4 separate regions of the Mus musculus genome follow, and regions 1, 2 and 3 are each linked to region 4. Evidence: chromatin contacts called from public promoter capture Hi-C data. All regions are on one chromosome and are shown on one strand. The core of a region is the stretch at or near the end of the contact, and the rest is flanking DNA. Distances in the headings are between cores, read along the strand shown. Region 1 holds the start of Thoc2 (THO complex 2). Region 2 holds the start of Xiap (X-linked inhibitor of apoptosis). Region 3 holds the start of Stag2 (stromal antigen 2). Region 4 holds the start of Mcts1 (malignant T cell amplified sequence 1).

The links. Promoter capture Hi-C pulls out the DNA fragments that hold promoters and counts their contacts.
Region 1: a promoter capture Hi-C map of pre-B cells shows a contact between it and region 4. The contact joins the promoter of Thoc2 here to the promoter of Mcts1 in region 4. A contact is called at or near these places in 5 of 39 promoter capture datasets (cranial neural crest, frontonasal cranial neural crest, maxillary cranial neural crest and 2 more).
Region 2: a promoter capture Hi-C map of pre-B cells shows a contact between it and region 4. The contact joins the promoter of Xiap here to the promoter of Mcts1 in region 4. A contact is called at or near these places in 3 of 39 promoter capture datasets (cranial neural crest, maxillary cranial neural crest and pre-B cells).
Region 3: a promoter capture Hi-C map of pre-B cells shows a contact between it and region 4. The contact joins the promoter of Stag2 here to the promoter of Mcts1 in region 4. A contact is called at or near these places in 4 of 39 promoter capture datasets (cranial neural crest, frontonasal cranial neural crest, hippocampal neurons and 1 more).

What each region holds. Positions count from the first base shown.
Region 1 is chrX:41,910,283-41,916,621 of GRCm38.p6, forward strand. It overlaps Thoc2 (THO complex 2), which reads right to left and starts at 1,619. Exons shown (of 39, transcript NM_001033422.1): 1 at 1,519-1,619. The coding sequence starts at 1,589.
Region 2 is chrX:42,064,564-42,071,403 of GRCm38.p6, forward strand. Xiap (X-linked inhibitor of apoptosis) reads left to right here and starts at 3,273. Exons shown (of 8, transcript NM_009688.3): 1 at 3,273-3,493; 2 at 3,794-3,919.
Region 3 is chrX:42,146,035-42,152,373 of GRCm38.p6, forward strand. It overlaps Stag2 (stromal antigen 2), which reads left to right and starts at 4,120. Exons shown (of 34, transcript NM_001290713.2): 1 at 4,120-4,257.
Region 4 is chrX:38,596,462-38,603,453 of GRCm38.p6, forward strand. It overlaps Mcts1 (malignant T cell amplified sequence 1), which reads left to right and starts at 4,010. Exons shown (of 6, transcript NM_026902.4): 1 at 4,010-4,317; 2 at 5,468-5,620; 3 at 6,115-6,212. The coding sequence starts at 4,307.

The DNA of each region.
Region 1 (6,339 bases), core at 369-2,868, 3.3 Mb after region 4:
CAAAGAGCTGTCCCGAGAACTTTAAATTTCTAAAAGCTGGAATAATATTACTTTTAATAGCTATCACTTGCGCACTTACTATAACCCAAGTGCTTTATAGACATTAACTCTTCTCAACAATCCTTCGAGTAGAACGCTTCTTATTCCCAATTTACTCAAGGGGAAACGGCCCCAAATGGTTACGAATTTATCCAAGGTCACTCAGCTGGTTAAGTGGGCTAAGCTAGCCACTTACTCAGACAATCCAATTCTAGGACTCACGCTGTTAACGTTTCACAGAACAGCAAAGGGATGTGGGAGTAAGTCAAGTCACAAGAGCTTGGTGTACCGGGTTTCTTTGAAGTAACAAAGTTTTAAAGATTCCTATCTTCCCGTGAGCAACTGGGAACCTGATACTGGATGAGTGTGGGAGTGTGGAGGGAGACAACTCAAGCAGCTAAAGAGAGTTAATCTCACATAGGATTGACTGCTAAGCTTCCAGAGCGACTCAGAAGAAGAAATTACAACTTTTTTTTTTTTAATCAGTGATTAATTCTGTCAACTTAAACGGGGAGTCGGGGGTGGGGTGGCTACTGGGAGGCGCGAAAGCCGCTACTGTAGGAAATTACCGGTGACGGTACAAAGTAAGTTTATGACTTAAAGGACACAGAGATCATCCTAAAGTACTAGAAAAGCCTCGAGGAGGGCGAGCACTCGCTGCAGTCCCAGGCCAAAATGGAGTTCCCTAAACCTTCTACCAGGAAAAGTTGAATCCCATCCCGAAACCACGGCGAGGTGACACGCCGGCAGGGACTTGGCAAAAAGAAGCGGCAATCCCTGCCACACTTTCCCGAGTACCGCAGGGCCAGGGCAGCGCAAGCTGCCGCTCCCTGAGAAAGCAGAGGTGCCATGCCTGGCTGTCCCCGACGCCCCGGGCTCCTCTGCCACCAGCGGCGAGGAGCAGAGAGTTCGGGACAGTTCGCCCTCCTAAGACTTCGGGCACAGGAGAGGCCGGGAACCAAAGTGCGGGAGTCGTCTTAGATCCCGGGGGGGGGGGGGACAAATAAAAATAAGAAGATAAAACGGGACAGTGAGAGACATGGCAAGTGGCGGACCCACACAGCTCCGGCTGCGAAGCCACGGAGAGAAAAGGAGCCGAGCCCAGCGAGCTGAGTTAAGACGATGAGCCAGACAGACAAAAAAGCGACAGGGCAGGAGCCCAGGGGGACCTGAGGGGACGAGACGGAAGTTCTGCGGAGAGACCTAAAGGAAGCGGGGCTCCCGGGGACCACGGGGCTTTCGGGGAGGTCGGAGGGAAGGCAAGACGCTCAGCGGCGGCGGCGGCGATAGTGGCGGCTCCCGGCTCCGCTCCTCAGCCAAGTGGAAACTCCGGACCAACCAACCATCCTCATCCGCCGCCCGGGTGCGGGTGGGGGAGGGGGCGCCGCTGCCCCCCGGCCCCTGTACCCCACTTCCGACTGCGCCCAGCGCCCCGACCTCAGGGCGGCCCGGCGCCTTCCCTCGGTCAGAAACACTCACAATTCGCCTCTCCCTGATTTCTCCCAGTTCTTTATCCACTCTGCGGGAACCACCACAGCCGCGGCCGCCATCTTCCCCTCGCTAGTAACAGTGGCCCGGATGTGTAGCTCCCGAGCGCGGGGTCAAAGGGGAGCGCCGCCCACGGGGAGTGACGGAAGCTGCGAACTCGGGTTTAGATTTCCCGCCCCACCTACTTCCCCACCAAACGGAAGTCCTGGGCCAGGCCGACAAAGAGGTGGCGGGTGCCACAGCTCTCACCCCTACTTCCCTTTAGAACATATACACATTAAACAAAAAACAAAAACGCCAGGCCGCTGTGGCCTTTATGATCTCCCGTAATCTCTACCCCAAGCCACTAATTCAAACTCGTAATTTTTCAATCACTCGGTCTGTTAGGCATTGGTGGATGCTGGAACTGTAAGCCATGACATGAGCTTCTGGAAAAAAAGGAACATGAGATAAGAAATATCTCAACTAACGACTAAATAGAAAATTAATACGGACAGGGCACACATAATGGACAAAAGCTGGGAACCGCATGCTCCGCCAAATCCTAACTCCTTACTTGAGCTGTCAAACTAGGGAGTATTACTATGCCGAGAAACGATGTTTAAGGTGTTATAATCTCTCTACAAAAAATATTTCTTATTACAAAGAGAAAACGTTACTGTAGGAAAATATGGAAGATATCTCCCTGTGTTGGTGAAAATAAATTCCACCAGGGTTAGAGCTATACCTTCAGTGGTGGCTCACGCCTTTAATCCCAGCACTGGGGAGGCAGAGGCAGGCAGATTTCTGAGTTCCGGGCCAGCTTGGTCTACAGCTTGAGTTCCAGGACAGCCAGGGCTACACAGAGAAACCCTGTCTCGAAAAACCAAAACCAAAAACAAAAAAACAAAAAAACAAAAAAAAAAAAAAAAAAAACCCTGTAGCTGTGGTCTAGAGCACTTGCTTACCTTGAACCAGGCTCTGCTTTGGTACTTCACTACTGGGGGGAAAAAGCTAAATTATCTCAGAAACAGAGCAAGTGAACCAGGCACAGGGTTCCACAGATATAATTCCAACACTTGGGAACCTGAGGCAGGAACATAGCAACTTCCCATTGGCCTGAATGTAATTAATGCAAGGTAGACAAGCAAGTGAAAAGACGGACACCATGGGACTGCCCGTGAAATGCCTGTGAAGTGCTAGAAGAAACACTACTCAAATTTTAAAAATTGTTAATACCCAAATTTTATATATTAATTCAATATTGTAGGGCAGCAGTCATAACCATTATTGAGAGAGAATCTACAAAATTACTACCCTGTACTTTTCAAAGTTGCCAAGCTCTTAGAAGATAGTAATTCTTCCAGATTTTTGAAGACTGGAGGCAGAGGCAGAAGGATCTCTGTGAGTCACAGGCCAGTATTATCTACATAGCAAGCTCCAAGCCTGCCAAATGATTACATACAGACTTTTTTAAAAAGATTAATGGAAACAAGAAATACAAGGGATTTTCTCCCCTCCAAAAATCATATTTTTCTTTTGCTATAAAGGGCATTACTGGCACAATTGACTTCATTGGGGTATCTGTAATTAAATAATAATATTGTATCATGTTACTGAATCCAAATAACTCTACTCAAATCGTCCCAGTGGTAGCAGCAGCACCACTTGCTACCCACCCCGTCCCAAACCCCCAATGTTCTGGGTTCACACACAAGTGAAGCCTCCTATTTTAATATGGCCTTACAGCTCAATGGTTGGGTCACTTCTAAACCTCCACGTGCATAACACACCCCCCTCCAATATTCCTGAGTTCTTACTTATTACAGAAATATGTATACAATTCTGTTTTAAGAAACAAGACTTGGCTGGAGCAATGACTCAGCAGTTACAAGAATTGGTTGCTCTTCCAGAGGACACAGGTTGGATTCCAGCAGCCAAGTGGTGATTTGAAACAATGTGTAACTCCAACCCCAAAGGATCTGATACCCTCTTCTGACCCCTGATGGCAGTGCACATATATTGTATAAGACATACATGCGGATGAAGCATCCATACACACACACACACAGAAATGTTTAAAAAAAAAAAGAAATCTTTTAAAAGAAACAAGACCTCACTCAGGATGATATTTTCTACTTCCATCTATTAATGCTAGAGGGGTGAGGTGGGAGTGGGTGGGTAGGGGAGCACCCTTTTAGAAGCAAAGGAGAGGGGGATGGAGTGGGGGCTTCATGGAAGGGAGACATTTAAAAAACATTTAAAATAATGAAAAAGAAGACTCAGCCTAGCATGGTGGCAGAAGCCTGTAATTCCAGTACTCTGAGGCGAGGCCAGAAGGCTCCTCAAACTGAAGCCATCTTAGGGCTATACATAGCTGGTCTTTGCAACTTTGTGGGTTCTCATTTTTCCCATCCTTTACCACCCCCCTTTCACCCTAACAGTAAATAGGTGTGATGGTTTGTATATCCTTGGACCAGGGAGTGGCACCATCTGGAGGTGTGGCCTTGTTGGAATAGGTGTGACCTGGTTGGAATGGGTGTGCCACTGTGGGTGTGGGTATAAGATCCTCACCCTAGTTGCCTGGAAGTCAGTCTTCCACTAGCAGCCTTTGGATGAAGACATAGAACTCTCAGTTCTGCCTGCGCCATGACAGCCTGGATGCTGCCGTGCTCCCACCTTGATGACAATGGACTGAACCTCTGAACCTGTAAGCTAGCCCCAATTAAATGTTGTTTTTTTATAAGACTTGCCTTGGTCATGGTGTCTGTTCACAGCAGTAAAACCCTAACTAAGACAATAAGGGAGGAAGAAAAAGAAGAAAGACATTACTGAAATCTAATTTCTTCCCTGTAGTTTCTTCTTTGACCAAAGTTACTAGAAAACTGCAACCAACCTCCCCCCCCAAAAAATCTCTCTGAAATAATAACACATTTTTCAACTTATTCTCAAACATGTTTCTTGGAGGGAAGGGGGTTAAAGGGGATTTCAATTTGACTAAGCAAATGTAAAGTCATCACTTTAGGAATGTTAATTGAAGGCATTTAGAAAATATTACCCCTAAGATATGTACTTTTGTTTATTTGTTTGTTTTTGAGACAGGGTTTCTCTGTGTAGCCCTGGCTGTCCTGGAACTCACTCTGTAGACCAGGCTGGCCTTGAACTCAGAAATCTGCCTGCCTCTGCCTCCCAAGTGCTGGGATTAAAGGTGTGCACCACCACTGCCCGGCAAGATATCATACTTTTAATATTCAGGTTACTTCATAATAGCTAGACCATCAATGAGTAGCCTGCCTCGGTCTCCTGAGCACTGGGTTTACAGGCCCTGGGGACTATCCCTGCTTGAGAAATTATAACAGAGAGGAGCCCTCTTTGAATAACCCTGGCTGAAAAAAAAACTGTCAATTGTTCAATTGGCAAGGATCATCTGCATGGAAAACTCATTAACCTAGTAAAGCCAACAACAAAAATACATACCTCTATTATCATAGAAGAAGAAGCTTTAGTCAAACATTTATGTACATGTGTAAACACAGAGGGATACATAGATAGATACATAGATAGATAGATAGATAGATAGATAGATAGATAGATAGATAACATGAAAATAGATGGGAAACTGTGTGAGGGTTTCTAGTTGTATAGAACAGGAGGAGACAAAAGAATGAGGGCGATACAGCAGGTAGATAAAATGGCACCTTCCCAGCAGGGGACTTCCAGTACACCTGGGTGCCTTTACCAGGTTTATCTGCTTATAGGTCACAAAGCAAAAGGCAGAGAGCAGCCAGGAATGAGTACAAGGGTGAGTCTGGGAAAAGAAAACTAAGTGGATCTGGACAAGAGGAACACTGGTTCCTTAGAATCCAAGAGAGTAGTTAGAGGCAGGGACCTGGGTGTATGAAGCGGCCCATACCACTATTTAAAAGATCTGTCCCCTGGCCACCCAGGTGCATGATGTAGAAGCAACTTCAAGATGATGATGTGGAGAAATCATTTGACTAATAGAAATGAGCCCTTTAAGGCAACTGGCCACCAGAAAAGATGACCTTCTTTGGATAATCCAAGAACCTATCTTTCTGGGTCATATTTAATAGTCCCAAGTAACCAAAACTGATAGGAAAATGTGCAAGATGGCTCTCAATGATCATGATGTTAACCTAGAGAAGACTAACCTCCTCACAGGCCTGAAGACAGTGGGTTAGAAATTCAGGGATGCAGTCATGAGACTCAGAACTATATACACACCCAGTTGCTATCACATCAACTTGAGAAGTTGGTAGGCAACAACTCTAAAAAAAAAAAAAAAAAAAAAAAAACGGACAAAGCCAGATTTAAAACAGAAAGTATTCAGTGGAATGAATAACAAGTTATCAACTCAGGAATTTAAAACAAATCAATTTATGAGGATGAGGAATAGAACCAGTTGTGATGAGTATGGAGTCACATACCTGCAATTCTCAGCACAAAACACAGGGTTCGAAGCTAGCTAGAGCTACAACAAGACCCTGGTTTGGGGGTAGGGTGTTTGTTTAAATTCCCTTGCTTCTCAAGGAAAACACCAAATAGTGGGTGATGCCAGTTCAGGACCTGTGTAACCCAGGCTGGGGAAGCCAAGGACTTTCTTCTAGGATCAGGCTAAGGCCACAGTGCTCATGGAGACAAAGCCAGAGAGAAGTGGATTTCTGTCATTAAAGCTGGGCAGCCTAGTCAAGGACATAAGAATCAAGTCCACGAATGAGATCTACCTATTCTCCCTGCCCATCAAAGAGTTGAGATTATTAACTTTTTTTCTGGACAAATCCCTTAAGGATGAGGGTCGAAAGATTGGTCATG
Region 2 (6,840 bases), core at 2,023-4,522, 3.5 Mb after region 4:
GCTAGCTGGTCCAGGGAGAGAAGAGATGAGAAAGAGTTAGGACTTATTTTAGGGTTAGGACTTATTTTCTCCTCATTAGGGTTGCTCAGATCCTGGGATGCTCTCTTGCCTTCCTTCCCTTCCTTTCTCTTTTTCTCTTTTGAGTAAGGTTTGAGATAGGTAGTCCAGGTTGGCTTCCTATGCAGCTAAGGCTGATCTTGAAATTCTGGTCTACCTGCTTTCACCTCCACCTCCAAGGACTAGACTACAAACATATGCCAACTGTCTGTTCATTCTCTCTCTCTCTCTCTCTCTCTCTCTCCCTCTCTCTCTCCCTCCCTCTCCCTCTCCCTCTTTCCCTTTCAAGATAGTTCAGCAGGTAAAAGAATTGATCTTACAAGCCTGGTAACCTAAGTGTGACCCATGGAACTGATGGGAGAAGTCAAAAACTAACTACTGAAATAGGCCCTCTAACCTCTATCCACACATGCATGTGTAAGACTGCACTTACAAATGTGTCTCTTACACCCACATTAGTAATCGAGAAAAGAAGAAAAGCTCCAGCTCTTCCCATGAATGAGCATACAACATAAGAGAGACCAGATACTTATCCGAGTGGCCATATTGTGTGACACAGCGCACTGGTACTGTTCACGGTAACAAAGTACTCACTTTAATGATGAAGTTACATGAAAAAGTGCTCGAACTGGACAGTGATAATGGTTACACAATAATGAAAGTGTTCTCAATGCCAGTGAACTATGTACTTACTTCAGGTCCCAAAGAAACTTGGAACAAGTCTCACTCAGTACCCGTGGCTCCTCCCAGCACCTCCCACCCCACCCCTACCCTCAACCTCTCCTGCCCAGAGGCTGGACTTCCCTTCCCCTTCTCTTCCCCGTTTCTCATTCCTATATAAACCTGTTATTTTGATCATGCATGTTCTTGATCCTCAACTCCTCTCTGGTCCACTCCCCTCTTTTCCTCTTCTCTTTCTCTTTCCATCTTCCCCCTCTCTCCTCTCATGGCCTGGTTCAGGCTAAACTTTTCCAGATGCTTCTGGTTGAAGTCTCCACTAAAATCCTTCTCCTTAACCATACACACTGTAGTCATGTCCTCCTCTTCATTCACTTACAATGGTTAAAACCAAATGTCTAAAACAGTAAATTTACATATATTTCACAATAAAAAACTGTGTTAGCTGGTTGGGTGTAGTGGCTTAATTAAGCTCATCTCAGCACTCAGCATGTTAAGGCAGAGGATTGCCATGAATTTGAGCCCAGCTTGGAATATGTAGCCAGACAAGACTACACATAACACATCAAGACCTTATCTCACCAAACGTGGTGGAACAATCCCAATTCTCAGGCAAGACGAACAGGAATTAAAGGTCATCCTAGGCTACATAGCAAGTTTGCAGCCAGCCTAGGATACATGAGGTCTTGATTCAAAAAATCCAAGCCAAACAGTACAAGCTAGGTGACATAGCTGGAGCTTGCAATCCTAGCAGTCAGAGACTGCTACATAACGTTCATTGATTTCAGGCTGACCTGGTCTACACAATGACTTCTGAGATAGCCTGGGCTATTTAGTGAGACCCAGATTCAAAACAAACAAACAAACAAACAAAACAAACTAAAACAAAACAAAAAGCCCAAAACTACAATAATAAAGATTCTATAATGACACCTTAAGTTTAAAGAATAAAAGATTACAGAGACTGAGAAAATATAATCTTCAGGTAAGGAAATTAGTTTCAATAAATTACTAGAGGGCAGGCAAACTGGTAAGAGCTGGGGCAGGGTAAATAGTTCCCTTAGAAGACACCATAGCACTGTGTTGGAGGAGAGTGAACTTAATTAAGGCTAAGATGATTAACTCTTATCCTGAAGTCAAAATGGAAAGATTTAACTCAGCCTCAGGCAAGCTAGATGGGGGTGGGGGGGAGGCGGAGCAAGCCTAAGAACAGAGAAATCAGACTGGGCAATGGTCAGAAAGACCTAGGGTTGAGTCATACTGTTCAGCTCCTACAGAGACAGGTACAAGCGACTTCAGCCTCTTCTAAATGAGTTGATGGTGGACAATATCAAGACAAATGAGGGTAGCCTGGGACTTTTTTTCTTTTCTTTTTTTCCCAGACAGGGTCCCTTGCATCTCCGACTGGCCTCAAACTTCCTATTGAGGATGGCCTTGAACTTCTGACCCTTCTGTTGATAAAGATGGAGCTTTGTTGGTTTGCTTATTTAAGAGTGCTGGACAGGTGAGATCAGTATTTGCTTGCAGTTGTTTTGTTGGCAGTGGTGGGGTTTGAATTCAACCTTGTATGTGCTAGACAAGTGATCTACTACTGAGCCTCATTCCCAGCCCTCGCTTGGAATTACCTTCATTGTAATAAGTCAGATGCAATTTTCAGAGCTGTAAGAGTACACCCCAGGGGGCCTGGGACACAGATGGCTTAGTGGGGAAGGGCATCACCACCAAATCTGAGGACATTAGTTCTTCCCTAGAACCCACATGCTGGGAGAGAACAGACTCAAGTTGCCCTCTGACCTCATACAGTAAGACAATGTAATAATTTTTAAAAAAGATTGCATTAGAAGGAATATTACATTGGCAAAAGTTGAAGAACCAAATACATTTCTTTGTCTTCTCTTCCAAGTTCCTTTTCATCAAGGACAGCATTATTTAACCAGGCAGATGGTGCCCATGGTCTTCTCCTTTTAAATATACCCAATCCATCTTAGTACACTAGCCATTAAGAGTCAAAGTTCCTGAAACCTAAGTATAGGTTTATCTGACAACCCTACAAGCATATAGCATGATCACCATTTTGTATAATCTTCTCTTGTGTCTTTTCCATCTTTGTTCTATTATTTTTCTTTGTTCTTCACAAATTTCTCTCACCCTCTTTTTGTCTCCCTGTCTCGTCATTCCTTCTAGCTTCCTCTATTTGGAAACAACCGATTCTCTAATCTCAGTTTACTTTTTTGTCGGGTGGGTGATACTGGGATAATTATTTTCTCCGGGGCTCAGTTTCCTCTGTAGGGTGGAATTTAATAGAGGTGTTCTGCCTTCCATGGTTTTCAAAATAACATTGAGGAATATGTTATATACCTAGCAGAGTCCCTGGTATCCTGTGAGAGCTCAATGTACTGTGCCCTTTTCCCCTTGGTCTTTAATCTTCTTACCTGTATTCCCCTACTCCTCACCCTAGAGTCCAGGTAAAAGCTGGGGGGCGGTGGGGAGGGGGGAGAGAAAAAGTCCTGGATGCTAAAAGAGGAAATGCTTGAGTCGGGGGCGGGGACTGAGAAGTGACCTGTGCGCATGTGCAGCCGCTGGGTCAGGCTCTGGCTTGGAGCTGGGGAGGCGGGGGTTGGGGGGTGGGGGGGGGGTTGGGCTGCATAATGAGGACTGGGGTTTTTCTCGATGTCCCCTTCCGGCTCTGGGAGGCGGCGGGACCTTGGCGGTCCCCCGAGCGGGCGCGACGCTAATCGAGGGCCGCTCGGCCAGAGAGGTAGGCTGGAAGATGGCGGAGTGGGAAAGAAGGAGGGGCTCTGCCGGGCGGGAGCGGAGCTCCCGGGGGAGGGGATGGGGGTGGCGGTGGGAAGGACATGGCCTGAGGCCAGTGGCTGGGCGAGCCCGGGAAGCTGGCGGGCTGCACCGGTTGAGTTTTTTTTTTTTTTAAAAGTCCTGACGTGGATGCACTTGGTTCCGGTCTTCGAGTTTTATCCGATGGGACTGTCCTGCCTGGGAAGGCCGAGGGAGGAAGGAAGGGAGGGAGACAGACATAGTGACTTCCGTTTCCTTCTCCTAGGCCGGGGCCCGCCGCCCAGCAGAGTTGTGTTTTCCTGATCCGGGCTCGGGCCGCCCCTCCTCCGGGACCCTCCCCTCGGGAACCCGTCGCCCGCGGCGCTTAGTTAGGACTGGAGTGCTTGGCGCGGTGGGTACAGCTCTTGTGGGTTTCCCGCCCTCCCTTCCTCTCCCTCTGCTCCCCTCCCCTCCCTTCCCCTCCCCTCTCTTCCCTCTCCTCTCCTCTGCTCTGCTCTTCCCTCCCTCCTCCTCCCTCCTCCCGCGTTCCTCCTCCTCCCCCCTCCTTCCTTCTCCCCCCCTTCTCCTCCCTCCCTCCTTTTCCTTCCCTCCATTTCTTCCCCCTCCCTTCCGCCTGGGCTAGCTCTGCCTAGTTGGGCGGGAAGGCCGCGCCCGCCCGCCCGCGGGGAATGCTGGACTGGGCTCCCTATCCAGGCTCCCCGGGATTGCCCCTGGAAGCCGTGGGTAGGGGGGCTGGCTTCAAGCCTTCGGGTCAGCCTCCTTAAACTTCGTGACACCTAAGGTAAATCTAGTTAAAATAATTAAAAAAAAAAAAAAGATTTGATCAACCTCCCTGCCCCCCCCCCCAGTTCGATACCTTGTATGGGGCAGGGTGGTGTGTTTCTGGCAAGGGCATGTGAACCCTAAAGAATGAGGGCCAAAGAGCTTCCAGAGGAGGAAGTAGCTGGTAATTTTTGCCTCTTTGTCACCTTGGTCACTTCCCCAGCATATTTCTGAGAGAAAAAAATGTCACTTATGACTTTCAGTTCCATTACTTTAACTCCGTTGAACTCCACAGTTTACTTGAGTTGTGGGGTGTTTTTCTTTTAAGCAGGGGCGGGAGGGAGGAAGGGAGTGGTGATTGCTGAAACTAAGCAGTGGCTCACTCCATCTCCAAAAAGGAGAACATAAGCCTTGGGGAAGACTAAACCTATCAGTTTGTAATAATCTACAACTTTACCTTCAAGTACAATTATGGCACTACTTCTGACATCCTAGCTATACCTTGATAGTGAATGAATCCTAGAAATGTCTTTTTTTTTAAAGACTGGAAAGTTCTACAGTGTTTCTTCATTCTTCTCATTTTCTCCTTAATAGGATTTTTTTTTTTTTTTTGTAGCCAGTTTCAAGAGAACACTGTTAAGAGCCGGCCATCTTAGAATTATAGCATTTTTGAGCTGGGAAGGATCTCAGCTCAACTCTTTTGTTTTACAAAGCAGAAACTAAGGCTCAGGGTTTCATGATTTGTGTAAGGTTACCATGCTAGCCATGCTAGTTAGATTAGAATTCAGATTTTCTAGCTCCCTGGCCACCCCACTCCTGTTGCTTCAATATAACCTCTAAGCAAATATCTAAGTATATTCTATTTAACATTTCTGTCATTTTCAGTGTAGTAAACATGTATGTGAAACTTGAGTCAGGGATTGTTTTCCCCATAACTTAAGAATGGAAAACATTTTAGGTCAGATAGATTTCTACCTACAGACACAGAAACATAAGCTTATATAGCTGTTTGGATTGGGTCACATGGATCCATGAAAGAGATAAAAAAAAATGGTAACCCTGGTTACTTCTGAAGAAGACGGATGGAAAACTAAACTTTGCTTTTCTCCTGTGCCTTACATGTTTGAATATTATAAACAAGTTTGATCTTATTCTAGAAAGTTTTAAAGCTCACATAGATGTATATCAACATAAGTATTTGCAATTGGTATTTATGAACATCCACTTATCAGTAATTTTTATTGTAAAATCCAGTATGGCTTATTTCGTCTTCACAGAACAGGTCTGTATTTATGTTTCTCTTTTGGCTTTTACCTACTGTTCTGTATTCATGAGAAATGCTAAAAAGCTTTGGCTTTATCTTTAAAGAATAAGCTTCCTGATTATCAAATAGTGTAGAAACTATGAAATTCAGATATCAAATTTGACATACAGATAAATCTAACTTACAGAATCATTTTGGATTAAACTTATTTTTAAAAGGTTATGCCTGTAAAGATTGTATTGGTGTATGTAGTACAGTAAATACTTGCTTACCATGTATAGGGCTCTGGGCTTGTTTGTTTGTTTTGTTGAGCATATCAAAGAAAATGTTAAAATTTGATCAAAATACATGATGTAATTTTGAAACTAACATAACCCACTATTTTGTACAATGAATATACACTAATAGGAGAGAGAAAGGGGAAAGAAAGCTAGGTGTGGTGGCTTTCACCTGTAATCCCAACAACACTGTGGAGTCAGTGCAGGAGAATTGCAAATTCAAGTCAGCCTGGGCTGTGTAGTGAGATCCTGCCTCAAAAACAAAGCTGGGTTGGACAGATGACTGTTTATATGGCCTGGCATGGCCTGGCTGCTCTTGCACAGGACCCCGGTTCTAGTCCCAGCATTCAAACGCTATCACAGCCTTCTGCAACTCCAGTCCCAGAGGATTTAATGCTGCTTTTGGCTTCCATGAGCACTGCCTGCATGTGATACACATATATGCATGCAGGCAAAAGACCCAGATGCATAAAATAATAAAACAGAGTGAGGGTTCACATTTGTAACCTGTGCGTTTGGTAAGAAGAGGATCAAGAGTTCAAAGCTAGCTTGGGCACCATCGGAACCTGTACAAGCGGAATCAGAATTAATACAACTTTTATATTATGTGGCATTGTTTGGTCCTTAAGTGTTTGCTTTTTGTGCATGTTATCACTCCTCATGCATGTTATACAGTTTTTAAAATGGTAAATGTTTTGGGTTGGAGGTAAAGGCCTCAAAGGCTTTGGGGGTGTACACAGTCCAGCATAGTATACACTAGGCTCTGAAGTCAGTATCTAGAACTAAAGGGGAAAAAAGTAAGACTGGATACGTCCCCACTGTTGAGTTCTGTTCTCTTCTTTACAGATATGCTAATGAAGACTCGGGTGAAAAAAATGAATTGCTTAGTTATATTGCAGACTTTGGACTGGTGTCTTCATCCTTGTCTAGAATTCCTGCAGTTAGTTGTATTGCTGTGGTAGGGGGTCTAAAGATTCTACATACAGTGATACACATTTGGAATTTTTG
Region 3 (6,339 bases), core at 2,870-5,369, 3.5 Mb after region 4:
ACCTTTGTCCATATTTTTCTACTGGAGTTTTATTACTAACTTGAATCCCTTGTATGCTATGCTAGCCATGTCATTTATGTAGGAAATATTTTCTCGTAGCTTATTGTTTATATTTTGTCTGTGTTTATGATATTGTGATGTAGCTTCAAATTTCTGTGGACTCAATTGTACTCATCATTAGGCTTCATGTTTAGGACAATGTTAGGAATTTGAGAATTAATTGTGTAATAATGCCCATGATAAAATATTCAAAGTAACCATGTTAGGTGCCTGATAAATACTGGAATAGGAAAGTTGAATAGTAAGAGATTATAAATGTTTGGTACTGTATCATGGATATGACACTTTCTGATGCAAAATTATTCTGATAACTAGAAATGTACAGACTACATTACATTTTAACAGATAATCTTTGTTAAAATCTAAATTAAATATAAATCTTCCTGTGACTGTTTCCAAATTATGGACATGTTACATAGAATTATGTTTCAGATAGTTGTATGTGCTTCCTGTGGTAGCACACGCCTTTGAGCCAAAAGCTTGGGGGTCAGATGCAGGAGGATCTCTGAGATTAAGGCCAACCTAATCTACAGAGCAAGTTCCAGGAGAGCCAGGGCTATATAGTAAAACCCTGTCTTGAAAAGCGGAAAAGAAATCAAAAGGTAATTTTACATGCCAGGCTTTACAAAGAATTCCTGTCTCACAACCAACCAACCCCTCCCAAACCCTCCCCAAACAAACACATAAAAGAATCACCACCAAAAGACAGTTTGACATCAGTGACACCTGAAAGGAATTTTTGTTTTTGGTTCAAAAAGGAAGGACGAAGTCTGCAGGTCTGTTAGTCCTATACAAAATAGACGTTACTTCTTAGGATCCTTGAAGGAACAGATTGAGAGGTTTGTTTTTGTTTTTTGTTGTTTTGTGTTTTTTTTCGAGACAAGGTTTCTCTGTGTAGCCCTGGCTGTCCTGGAACTCACTTTGTAGACCAGGATGGCCTCGAACTCAGAAATCCTCCTGCCTCTGCCTCCCAAGTGCTGGGATTAAAGGTGTGCGCCACCACGCCCCGCAGATTGAGAGTTTTGATACTGGGGCTTGACTTCTTTTGAAAGAAAGACAGCAAAAAGAGCCAACTGTGAATGCTGCTGAGTATTAGTAGACATTTGCTACGAAGTTAATTTCTGATGTTATGCCACAGTTACTAATTTTCAGCAGTGTTTTTCTCAAAATGAAAGCAAATTTCAAGAGGAACTTTTCAATTTGACTTAAAGCAGACAACTCAGAACCTAAATTTCTAAAACGTGCGGGAAAGTATATGGTGTGCTGTTTGGAGCAGGGCATCAAGTTTCCAGTTACTACTAAAACAGGCATTTCCTTAGAACGGACACAAACGAACTATTAGTTACTGTAAGACTCTTTGCCTCACAGCCCAATTGTTCTATTACTTCCAGTTGAATGTTGTTTTAACTGTAAACTTTCTATGCTCCCTATTAAGCCGCGCCATTGTGAAACTTCAGTTTGTTGAAAACTTCACAGAACTCTAGCAAAGAATTGGTTTAGAAGAGAAATGGAAACTTTGGTTTGAATGCTGTTCCCCTCCGATGCTTCACTGGTAAGCGAAAACATTTAAGGCGTTACTTCTTGTTGACATTTAGTTGCTTCTGCTCACTTGATTAAATATACCATAACTCTTGAAGTTCCAAGGAAACTGACCAGTAAGATCAGTGGATGGGAGAAGACCTACTAAGACATAGACCACACATATGGAGTAGAATTGAAGGACTGAAAGTCATCATTATATTGCATCAGGAATGCCCTGTGATTCCTGATTGGGTGTAATGTCACCATTTCCTCAGCTCATAATATTTTCCATTTGTCTTATTACTTATTTGAAACAATTTAATACGGAGGAAGGTATTTTAAATCCATATGTAAAACAAATGGAACAAATACTACTTAATCTGAGGCTATTTTAGGCGGCTAGGAAGTTCTGTAACAGCAATGGAGACACTGTTATTAATAGTTCCCTTCCTGTCCTAGGAGAAGAGAAGTTTGGCAGGGACAGGCCATTCCTGAGTGTCCCCCACCCCCGCATACAGTGCTCTAGGCAAAGGTCATGTAGGGTGGACTGGAAATGAAGTGACAAAAAGAAAAAATATCCTCACAATAAACACCCAAGGGTGATAAAGAGTCAAGGGAGTTGGACTGGGTGCAAAAGGTCTTTCTGTACTTCAAAATACTTGTGGGAGGGCTATGAGGAAGTACCAAGAACTGTAATTGTTAACAATGTGGCAAGGCCGCCTCCACACAAGGCAGCAGTGAGTGTCTAGTAATCTCCACAGGTCCCCTGCTAACCCTGTCCTTGCACGTGGATTTCACGCCACTTTGTCTGGTCCCATCTCCTCTTCCGCCCCCAAAAGTCACCTATAAAACCGGCTGAGCGGCCAATTAGCCTAGTAGTCCAGCTCCCTAAGTCTAGTAGAATTTGAGTATGGAGCTCACATTTTTATGGATCAGGAATAGTGAGTTGAAAATTATATCTATATATCCACATACACATATATATGTATAATTATATGTAATTCCCCCCACCCGTAGTCTTCCTGATAAAGAGAATCTTTAAACCATACTCGAAGGAAAAAAGAAAGCAAGCAAAATTGCCAAGCTATCCATTCTCGCTGGGATCAAGTGGCCTAGTTGGGTCTTTTGGGGAGGAAGTGTGAGGAGTGTTGGAAAGGACGTGAGGAAACCAGAGATCTGGGAACAAGTGGCCCTTTACTGGGGTGGGTTGTGTTGGAGAGCTCTGAAGGGTGCTGCTAGCCTGCAGGGCTGCCAGGGCTGCGCAGGGGGCGGGGAGCCGGACGATCGGCCCGCTGAAGCCCCGGAATTCCCACGGCGGGGCTCCAGTGGACACTGTCGCCGGCCTCTCGGCGACCTCCTCGGTGGCGCCGTGGGCCCTCAGCCAGTCCGCGCAGGGCGGAAGCGCGTCCCAACGGCTGAGTAAGAGAGGCGCGGGCACGCCAGCTTGTTTACCCCACTCGGCGGCGCGCCCCTGCGGGCGCCCCGTTCACAGGAGGCGTCCGAGCCGCGGAAGCGGGGAGTCCGGCGGCGGCGATTGGTCGGCGACACGGGGAGGAGGCTGGCGGGTGGGAGGGCTGCGTGGCGCGCGCCGCAATGGCAGCCCGCCGCCGCTAGATGCCGCTGCCTCCCAACAGGAGCTGGGCCGCGGGTTCGCGGCCGACAGATGGCGCCTGCGCGTTCCATTCGCCTCCAAGTCGCCGAAGAGCGAACACCCCAAACAATCCCGAAGCGCCACCAAAAAAAAAAAAAAAAAAAAAAAAAAAAAGAAAGAAAAAAAAAAAAAAGAAAAGAAAAAAAAAAGAAAGGAAAAAAAATACAGAAAAAAGGGAAAAAAACAAAACAAAACAAAAAAAGCACCCCGCCGGATCCGACCGCCACTTTCAAACCCCCCCACGGCTCTAGACCCGCGGGAGCTTCCGTCCCTCAGTAGAACTCAAGGGTGGAAAGAAGAGGAAGGGGGAAAAATCTTGTACCAGCCCAGGGGTGAAGAAGCCCCCGGCCTGAGAAAGAAGGAAGGAGTGGGGGAGGCCAACAGTCTCCTTGCTGCCTCTGTAGACGCTGAGGGGGGAGGTAAGTTATAAAATGGCGGAGGCGAAGCTTCTAGAAGTTTGGAGGGGCACCCGGAGGGCGCGCGGCCCACCGTGAGGTGTGTGTGCTTGCGATCGGGCGAAGAGAGCGTGCGGCCGGCCGGGAGGGAGCCGAGAAGGCCGGGCGCTCCGGGGCCGGGCCGCGGCCTCGTAGGGGGCCCCGCGCGGGGCAGCGAGCGAGCGAGTGGCCGTGTCCGGGCGGGGAGCGAGCCAGCGTCGCCCCGGCCCCGCGTCACCCCCTGCCTGTCCTCTCCGTCCCCAAGTCGCTACCCCAACACTTCCAAGGAACTTGCAGTCGCCCCCTGCGTCCCCTCCCCGCCTCCTTCCTCCCGGAGCCGCTTTTTTAGCGCAAGACGCTCCCTTCTCACTCCCCTCGCTGGAAGGTTGTCCCTTCGCCTCCCTCGCCCAAGTCTCCCCCGGGGACCTCGGCGGAGGGGGCTCCCCCCCCCACGGGTGGCCCAAAATGGAGAACGCGCAGCGGCGCAAGATGGAGGCTCGGCGCCTCCGCGTAGCCTGCTCGCTCGCTTCCTCTCCTCCCGGGGCCTCTTAAGCAGCCCGTGGAGGGGGACGAGAGCCCCCCAGACTGGAGGTGGGGTGGGGGTGCCATCCCTGGCCGGGATTCGGGGGGGGGACGGGTGGAGAAGAAAGGGGCAAACCCGGGGAGGCCACGGCCCGGTGGCGTGTGGTGGCGGGGAGGGGGGGTGGTGGTGGTGGCGGTGGGAGAGCGCGCCGTGGTGGTGCGGGGAAGGAAGCGAGCAAGATGGTGGTGCTGGGAACCCGGGGGGAGGGGAGGCCGAGCAGGCTCGTTTGTGTCTATTTGGGCCTCGGACCGAGGGAGGCGAGGGAAAATCTACTCTGCTCACACCCCTCCCTCGTCCCCCCTCCCCTCTCCCTTCCCCTCCTTGCCTCCCTCCCTCCCCTCCCCTCCCCTCCCCTCCCCTCCCCTCCCTCCCCTCCCTCTCTCCCTCCCTCCCTCCCTCTCTTCCTCCCTTCCTAGAGAGGGAACAACATTCATGTGACGGGCCCCTCGGCTTCTCTCCCCCGCCCCATCATCTCCAGCGCGTGGTGGGGGAACTGCTTGGGCAAAGCGGTTGGCATCGATCTCTCCATCCTTCCCGAGGCCCCGACTTCGGTCAGTTTTCTTAGGGCACCAATTTTCGAAATCGTTTGGGGTCCGGCGGCGTCGGTCCCCAGCGCGTAGAGCTTGCCCCGAAGGGGGCCCTGCCTGCCTGGCATGGGCGGAGGGGGGGGAAGGGCGGGAGTGGAAGGCTGTTTGTTGGGGGGTTTTGGCGCCACTTTTGTTTTAGTTTTAGTGCTGCTTTTTCGTTCCCACCCCCACCCGCACTGTCTTTCTCAAGGCACGAACTGAGCTGATCCTTGCCCCAGGTAGGCAGCCTCTGTTTTCCCTCCACACTTTTATTCTTGCTTGAGGGCGACTTTCTCTTTTCTTCTCTCACGTATCCGGAGATCTGCGGACTACAATTTTAGGAGAAAAAGGGTCGGCTGGGCCATGGGAGAGAGAAGGTGTGGGAAACAGCATCAAGTAGTTCCGCAAAACTTTGAGCCCCGTTCCCATTTTCTTCTGGCCTAGAATTGTAAACGTATTGTTGATTTCGGCCTTTTTTTCCCTTTCCCTCCCGCCGCGACAATGTCTTGTTTTGCCTTTAGTTTTGATTTTTTTTATTATTTTTTTGATAAACCGCTGTACTTTCGGCATTTAGTTTCTTCTCCTTGGTGTTATATGTCATTTTATTTTTAATCCTCAACGGTAATGGGTTCTCGTGTGATTTTTTTTTTTCGGGCTTTGGTGCTCGACTTGAATTTTTAATATTGCATTAGTAGTTTCATCCGGTCTGGGAGACTTTCTTCTCCGTGGCCTAGGATGTTTTTTTATGTTGTTGCCTACTCCCTCCCTCTCCCTCCTCCTTTCTTCTGTATGTAGTTTTTAAATTGAGGGTCGTGGTTTTTGATTTAATGATTATTTCCAGCTTCTATGCTATGTCTATCAGAAACTTTTGATCTGTGGGGTTAGGTTTAAGTAAAGGAGACGCTTGTGTTGGTTTGCAATGGTTCCTTAAAATGCGCGGGCCGCCTCCTCCTCGACCCTGGTAAAACCCCATCTTCCCTTCACATTGGAGTGTAAATTCCGTACCCCCTTTCTCCCACGGACCGCCGTATTTCACAGCAGCCACACCCTGTATATATGTCTCTGTGGATTGGACTCATTATCAGCTTAATTTAGTGACTTAAACCACCATGATGGGACTTGCTTAAGCACGAAGCTTCTTTTCCTGTTTGGTCCTGGTGGCTAGTGTCGAAAGAGGAATAATCGAGGTTTCTTAATGAAACCTAGTGCGGTCCAAGCATTGCCTTTTTTTCTGTTGTCTTTTTTCCTACTCCGGGCTGTTGGCGGTGTCAGCACCGCTGCTGGGGGCGGGGGGTGGAGGGGAGAAAGAGTCGGGTTACCGAAGTGCGTCATTCCTGGCTCTAGCAGGGCCTGCTCGGGAGCTTGCTGGTGTTTGTTACTGTCCTCGCAGCACTTTCCTGCCAACCTTCTCTCTCTGCGTATTGGTTAGGAGCAAAAGCAGGAGGCGGTCTCCTAATTCTGTCTGGAGCCCAGTGCGTTGCGTTTAAGGGTATATGTGAACTTATTATGCTTTTTTTTTTTTGA
Region 4 (6,992 bases), core at 2,760-5,259:
TTTTCCTGTCTTGCACTTACAAATAAGGTCTATGGGAGTAGCATGGGAACCGGTGGTTGTTTTTCCCTTTTTCTTTTTTAATTGCTTTTGTTTAAAATTTGATCGCCTTAACTACTGTAAACATAGCCTATTTTTGTGTTTAAGATACTGAATGGAAAACCCCATTGTGTGTTGCTGGACTGTTTTGGAAATATTTGGTCAAATGTATGTTAATTTGGCTGTAATGGCATTTAAAGCAAGCAAACAAGCAAACAAACAAAGCTGTGAAAATGGCCTTGGAGCATTATCTTTAGTTACTTGAAGAGTTTCTAGGTTTTTTTTTTTTTTTTTTACAAATACAGTTTATGTTAAAATAATCTTTATTAATTTAGAGGAGACAATGTCTGTGGAAGAACGGACTTTTTTGGATTTTTAAAAAAGATTTATTTATTTATTTATTTATTTATTTATTATATGTAAGTACATTGTAGCTGTCTTCAGACACTCCAGAAGAGACAGTCAGATCTCACTATGGGTGGTTGTAAACCACCATGTGGTTGCTGGGATTTGAACTTCGGACCTTCAAAAGAGCAGTCAGGTGCTCTTACCCACAGAGCCATCTCATCAGCCCCTGGATTTTTTTTTTTTTTAACGGTCATTGTGATTGCTTTTTCTTTTACTTAGTTTCACATTCTTCCTTTGTTCTAAATCTTCGACTGACATCTAGCTTTGACAATCATAGTATGTTTTATTTCCTGAGGGGGAAATAACTTATAATGTTGTTTAGTTTTGTACTACTGACGTGTTGGTGAATTTTTAAACTGTGTGCTAACTGCAATAAATTATATGAACTGAGAAAAAAAAAGATGATTGTGAGCTGCTATGTGGGTTCTGTGAATGAAACCCAGGTCCTTTTGGAAAAGCAGCCAGTCATCTTAACTGGGGAAACATCTCTCCAGATCCAGTGTAGATTTTCAAACAAAAAGTTTAAGAAATTATTTTTTTTTTCAAGACGGAGCTTCTTTGTGTAGCCCTGGCTGCCTTGGAACTTGCTTTGTAGACAAGGCTGGCCTCAAACTCAGGTATCTGCCTGCCTCTCTCCCAAGTGCTAGAATTAAAGGTATGTGTTACCACATCTGGCTAATTTGTTACTATTTTTTTGTCCAAGAAATTAACTTTGATTTGCTTGTAGAACATACTAATTACATACAATGTTGCCAGATACAGATTACCCTGATGGTTTGATGGTGGATGCAAAAATAATATGCATTCAGTAGAAACGAATTTTTATCTTCTCCTGGTTTGGTGACATGTGGTATATTGTTTTGCTAGGCTGGGGAATGACAGTAAAGCCCGTGTCTTTCCATCAGTCAGTGATGATGAAGGGAAACAACCAGTTCTCTCTCAATAATGTTCCACATTGCTAAGTTATGCTGCTTTTTAGGGTAGATGTATTTAAAGATGCTTTCTTTCTTTTCTTTTTTTAAAAAGATTTATTTGGCTTATTTATTTATTTATTTATTTTTGAGACAGGGTTTCTCTGTAGAGCCCTGGCTGTCCTGGAACTCACTCTGTAGACCATATTTGTTTATTTTTATGTGAATGCACTGTAGCTGTCATCAGACACCCCAGAAGAGGGCATCAGATCCCATTACAGATGGTTGTGAGCGACCATGTGGTTGCTGGGAATTGAACTCAGGACCTCTGGAAGGGCAGCGGGTGCTCTTAACTGCGGAGCCATGTCTCCAGCCCCAACATGCTTTCAATTTAATGATATTTTCAGTTTATAGAATGGGTTTATGGCTTGGTAATCCCATCTTAAATCAGAGAGCATCTGTGTAACTTGTAGCGAATTATCTATTTTCACTAACACTAACCTCCTTAGTAATGGTTGTTTATAATGTACTTGTTATGAAATGCAGGCTCTTAGAGCAGCATGAGAATTGCTAGGAGAGGAGTACTACTTGGCAAGAAGTTGTGGACTTTCTTTTTCCTGAGACAGTTCCATTTTGTAGCCAAGGTGCCGCTGACCTCTCCTCCTTCCTGCCTCGACTTCCATGCTTTGCTCCTGCTAGGATTATACCTAGGGGCTACCATGGCCGACCCAGCTTCAGTTTTGCATGTTTATAAATGCAATATTCCAAATGCTTCAGTGTTGATTGATATTAGTAATACAGATACATGCTAAAGATGTTCACAAAAGACTGATGGGTAAACAGGAATACCAAATTGTTAATTTATAAAGACAAACATAATCGGTCATGCAGATTTGATTGGAAAATATTAAATTATTAAATGAAGATTGTTGATACCATAGAATCAAGACAAGGTAGGCATGGTAACCACTAATTATTCACAAACAGTTGAACAATATAAATGCATAGTAGGTTTGTCTGGAATATTTTAAAGGTTCATATCCCCATTGAGGACTAGAATATTTGCCCCTAGAGAGACTGTGGTATTTGTCTTATAGATCTAGTATTTCTGTGTCTCACATATTGAGTAGTCTTTAATCCCTTTGCCATCATGATTTCGTTTTTTACCTTTCTGATTGAAAACCCTCAAGAAGCATAATTTTGTTTTCTTAAAAAAAAATTTAGGGCTGGAGAGATGTCTCAGTGGTTAAGAGCACTGACTGCTCTTCTGAAGGTCCTGAGTTCAAATCCCAGCAACCACATGGTGGCTCACAACCATCTGTAATGGAATCGATGTCCTCTTCTGGTGTGTCTGAAGACAGCGACAGTGTACTTACACATAATAATAAATAAATCTTTGGGCCGGAGTGAGCAGGGCCTGGGTGAGCAGAGGTTTGAGTTCAATTCTCAGCAACCACATGATGGCTCACAACCATCTGTACAGCTAGAGTGAACTCATATACATAAAATACATAAATAAATCTTTAAGAAAAATGTTTTAGAAAGTATTCAAAGCTTAATGTGGTGGCACATGCTTTTAATCCCAGTACGAGTGAGGCAGAAGCAGGCAGGCGTCTGAATTTGAGGCCAGTCTGATCACCATAAGGAGTTCCAGGTCAGCTAGCATATATAGTGAAACTCTGTCTCAGAGAAAAACAAACAAAACAAAACAAACAACAACCCCCTACCATACAACCAAAATGTATTTCTTTATCTTTTCATTTCACTTGTGACTACTATTACTGGAGCAGCAGTCTTTTTATTCTTTAAGGGAATTACCTTATTTTCCTTTTTTCATTTGTTTTCTTTTAGAGATAGGGTCTCAAGTCTTCTCCAACCCTTCAAGGTTTGTGATTAGGGCATGAGTTATCATGCCTGGGAGGAAATTACATTTTTGTTTGTGTTCAAGAAATCAATTTTATTTGTTTTGCTTCTTTTTCAAGACAGGCTCTCTGTGTAGTTCTAGTTGTTCCGGAACTAGTTCTGTAGACCAGGCTGGCTTTGAACTCAGAGATCATCAGCCTGTCCTGCCCCCACCCCCACCCCAACTCCCATCCCTGTACTGGTTGGTATTAAAAGCTTGTGCCAAGATGTCCTGTTACATTCCTGATTTATAGTTCAGTTTTTAACTATCAGAGTGAAGCAGGGGACAGCAACCTGATGACTTATTTGATAATTCTATGACAGCACTTCACTGTCCAATGATTATAGCTACCAGATTAAAAAAAAGGTTGTTCAATTAAATTCAGAAAAACAAGTAGTTCTTAGCATAAGCAAGGTCAAAACGTAGATGAAGTATACTTGCACCAAAAGGTGTTCACCTTATTTGAAATTCAAATTTGACTAGGTATCTTGTAATTTTATTTGCTGAACCTGACAACTTTGACATTAATTTAACATGAAGCTATGAGGCTCGCCTAGGCTCAAGCAGCTTGATAGGCATCAATTCACTCTGTTGCTTCAGATAGGAAGCAAAACCTATTATCCTTACAAACTATTTAGCATAGTGGTAGGTGGCAACAAAGACCTAAGAATCTTGACCCTTTGAGGAACCCGTAACTGACTGCCACAATTTCTGCTTTGATTGATTCCCTCCCCCACTCTATTCTTCCAGCAACCAGAAAGAATTGCTTGATCACTTCTTCCTTCTGAAGTCCCGCCCTTTCGGCTACCCCCAATGGAGACTAAGCTGTTACTGAAAAGGAGCCGACAAAAGCGTCAACGTGGAGTCGAGAGGAGCGGAAGTAGTCAGATTTCGCTAAGGGCCGTAAAGCGGATAGTGTTTTCGCCTTCCGGATTAACGACAGCAGCTCCGACTGTCAGTGCAGGCCTTCCTCGTGCTGGACCCTTCCTAATTCAATTTCCTTCCCATTCCGGGCCCTTCCCTATCGTCGCCCCTTTCACCTTGGATCATGTTCAAGAAGTAAGGACACGCTGTGGCCTCCATTGGCTGCTTAGAAAGGCGGTGGGGGTGGGGGTGGGGAAGAGGGAGAGAGCAAAGGTCCTCTTTCTCTCTCCCCCGCCCCTGCCATCCTGACTTCCTAAGGTTTTGTAAAGTATAGTACTATGCTCACTTCGGACTTGGACCACTTCTTTAAGCTTTCCATCCTTAATCTTCAGTCGGGGCTTGGCTCTCCCGCTCCCATTTCCTTTTTCCTTAGCCCTGTTCTGCCTTTCCAGCAGTGCTATCTCCATTCCTAGTATTCTACCAATCACATCCTTGCACTGTGATTTAGGGGCACATCCTCAGCTGAGAGGAGAGCCCTGCACTCTGCTATATGTTTATTAGTTATGAACTGAAAAAAGGAAGGCTTGACTTCCTGGGTCATGGCAGTGAGGGAGTCTGGGTGACAGGAAGCAAGCGGCTGGCCTGTCAAGCCTATTGCTAAGCTGCTAGATTAACCTTGTCTTGAGAACAACGTGGTAGCCCTATGTGCTAGTCTGTGTAAGGAAGACCAATTTCCTTGGAAACCTATCCAGTGGGTTTATCTTCCAGATCTGATAGACGCAAAAGGAAAAAAGGGGAACATGGGCAAAGGAAGGTGGGTTTTGTGCATGAAAATTTGAGCAAATCTGGACAGGGATTTTAAAATTATCTCACTATTTCTTTAAAAAAAAAAAAAACAAAAAACAACAGACTACATAGCCTGCTGGGGCTCTCATTCTTTTGTTATGCTTCGGTTAGTCTTTTGTATTTTAATGTGTGAGGTTTCTTTTAGATTAAAAAATAGATTTTTATTAAATAGATGGGAGTCTTTTTTTCCTTTGAGCAGAAATTTTCAGTAAAAGGCATTTTTGTTAGCTGACAACAGATTCTAGCATAACAATTTCTTTGCCCCCAATAATTGCAGTATGTATGAGAGTTTATTCTAATACTGTCTTTAACACGTTGGTTTTGTATTGTATAAGACAAATGGAAATTTGTATTTTAAAAACAATTTATTTCATAATTATTTTAAGCATGAGTACTTGCTTGGGAATAGATGATTAATTAGAACCTTACTTTTAGATTTCTGATTCTTCTGCTTAGCAATGCCCTTTTTTTTTCTCTTCAAAAAAAAATCATTTGCCAGATTTGATGAAAAAGAAAATGTGTCCAACTGCATCCAGTTGAAAACCTCGGTTATTAAGGGTATTAAAAATCAATTGCTAGAGCAATTTCCAGGTATTGAACCATGGCTTAATCAAATCATGCCTAAGAAAGACCCTGTGAAAATTGTCCGATGGTAAGTCCTTGTTTTTTTCCATGTAAAGATTAGAGTAGCTGAATATCAAAGGTTAGGTTGTTTTCATTCTAAATGGAATTATTATCGATAGAGCAATGATGAGAATAGACAGAGTTAACTCTAAAAGTTAGTTGTATTTCTATTTTCAAATCTTATCTATGTATATGAAAATGCTACTTTGTGTAATGTTTTATCAAAGACTTGTTTTTATTTATAAGTCGATTTATTTCAGTTTGCTCTTGAGATTTATTTTATACTTGACAGTGGAATTACAATAATAAAATGTAGAATGAAATTGGCTGTAGCATGTCATATTTCCTCTCTTTTTTTCTATATCGGACAGGTATTTTTTGGTCAGAATATTTACTGGAAAATAAGCTTAATGTATCTTTGTATGTGCATATTTCATGTTATAATTTTTATAGGATGTTTGACTTACATCCATTTTTGAACGAAAGTATCTAACTTTGTTCTCTGTGACATTTGTCTTACAGCCATGAACACATAGAAATCCTTACAGTAAATGGAGAATTACTGTTTTTTAGACAAAGAGAAGGGCCTTTTTATCCAACTTTAAGATTACTTCATAAATGTAAGTCTCTTATACATTAGAAAAAGTCCCTTCCCTCCAATGAAGCATTCATTAGTTCATCCATTCCATAAAAGCATGGAGTGGTGGCTCACAGATGGAATCACAGAGCTTAGGAAGCTGAGACAAGAAATTGATACAATTTTGAGGCCAGGCTGGGCTATAGGGTGATGCATTTCTCCCAAACAAAGACCCCAGAAATATTAATTCATTAATTATTTAGTGAACTTTCTTTGTTTTTTTTGTTTTGTTTTGTTTTTCGAGACAGGGTTTCTCTGTGTTCCCCCTGGCTGTCCTGGAATTCACTCTGTAGACCAGGCTGGTCTTGAACTCAGAAATCCGCCTGCCTCTGCCTCCCAAGCGCTGGGATTAAAGGCGTGCGCCACCACTGCCCGGCTTTTAGTGAACTTCATATGTGGTAGGCACTGGGCTACTTATTAAGAAATACAATTATAAGCAAAGACAGACGACATAGTTTCCTGTCCTTATTGTAGTTGGAAGAATAGACCACTGTGTAATTATAAACATATACATAAACTAAAAAAGGGCTTTAAACATTTTCATTTAAGTTTGTTACTAGAGTTCTGTAATTATCTGTGCATTGGGTAAAAATGGAAATCCTATTTATTACTAATTAAATACATGGATAGATGTCTTGACATTAAATAATGTTTATTTCATATATACATTTACAGATTGTTAGTTTGAATATATTACAAAAAGTTGAAGATATAATTCCAATGAACAAGAACTATTCAAATGGAAGCAAATATTTCCTATTCA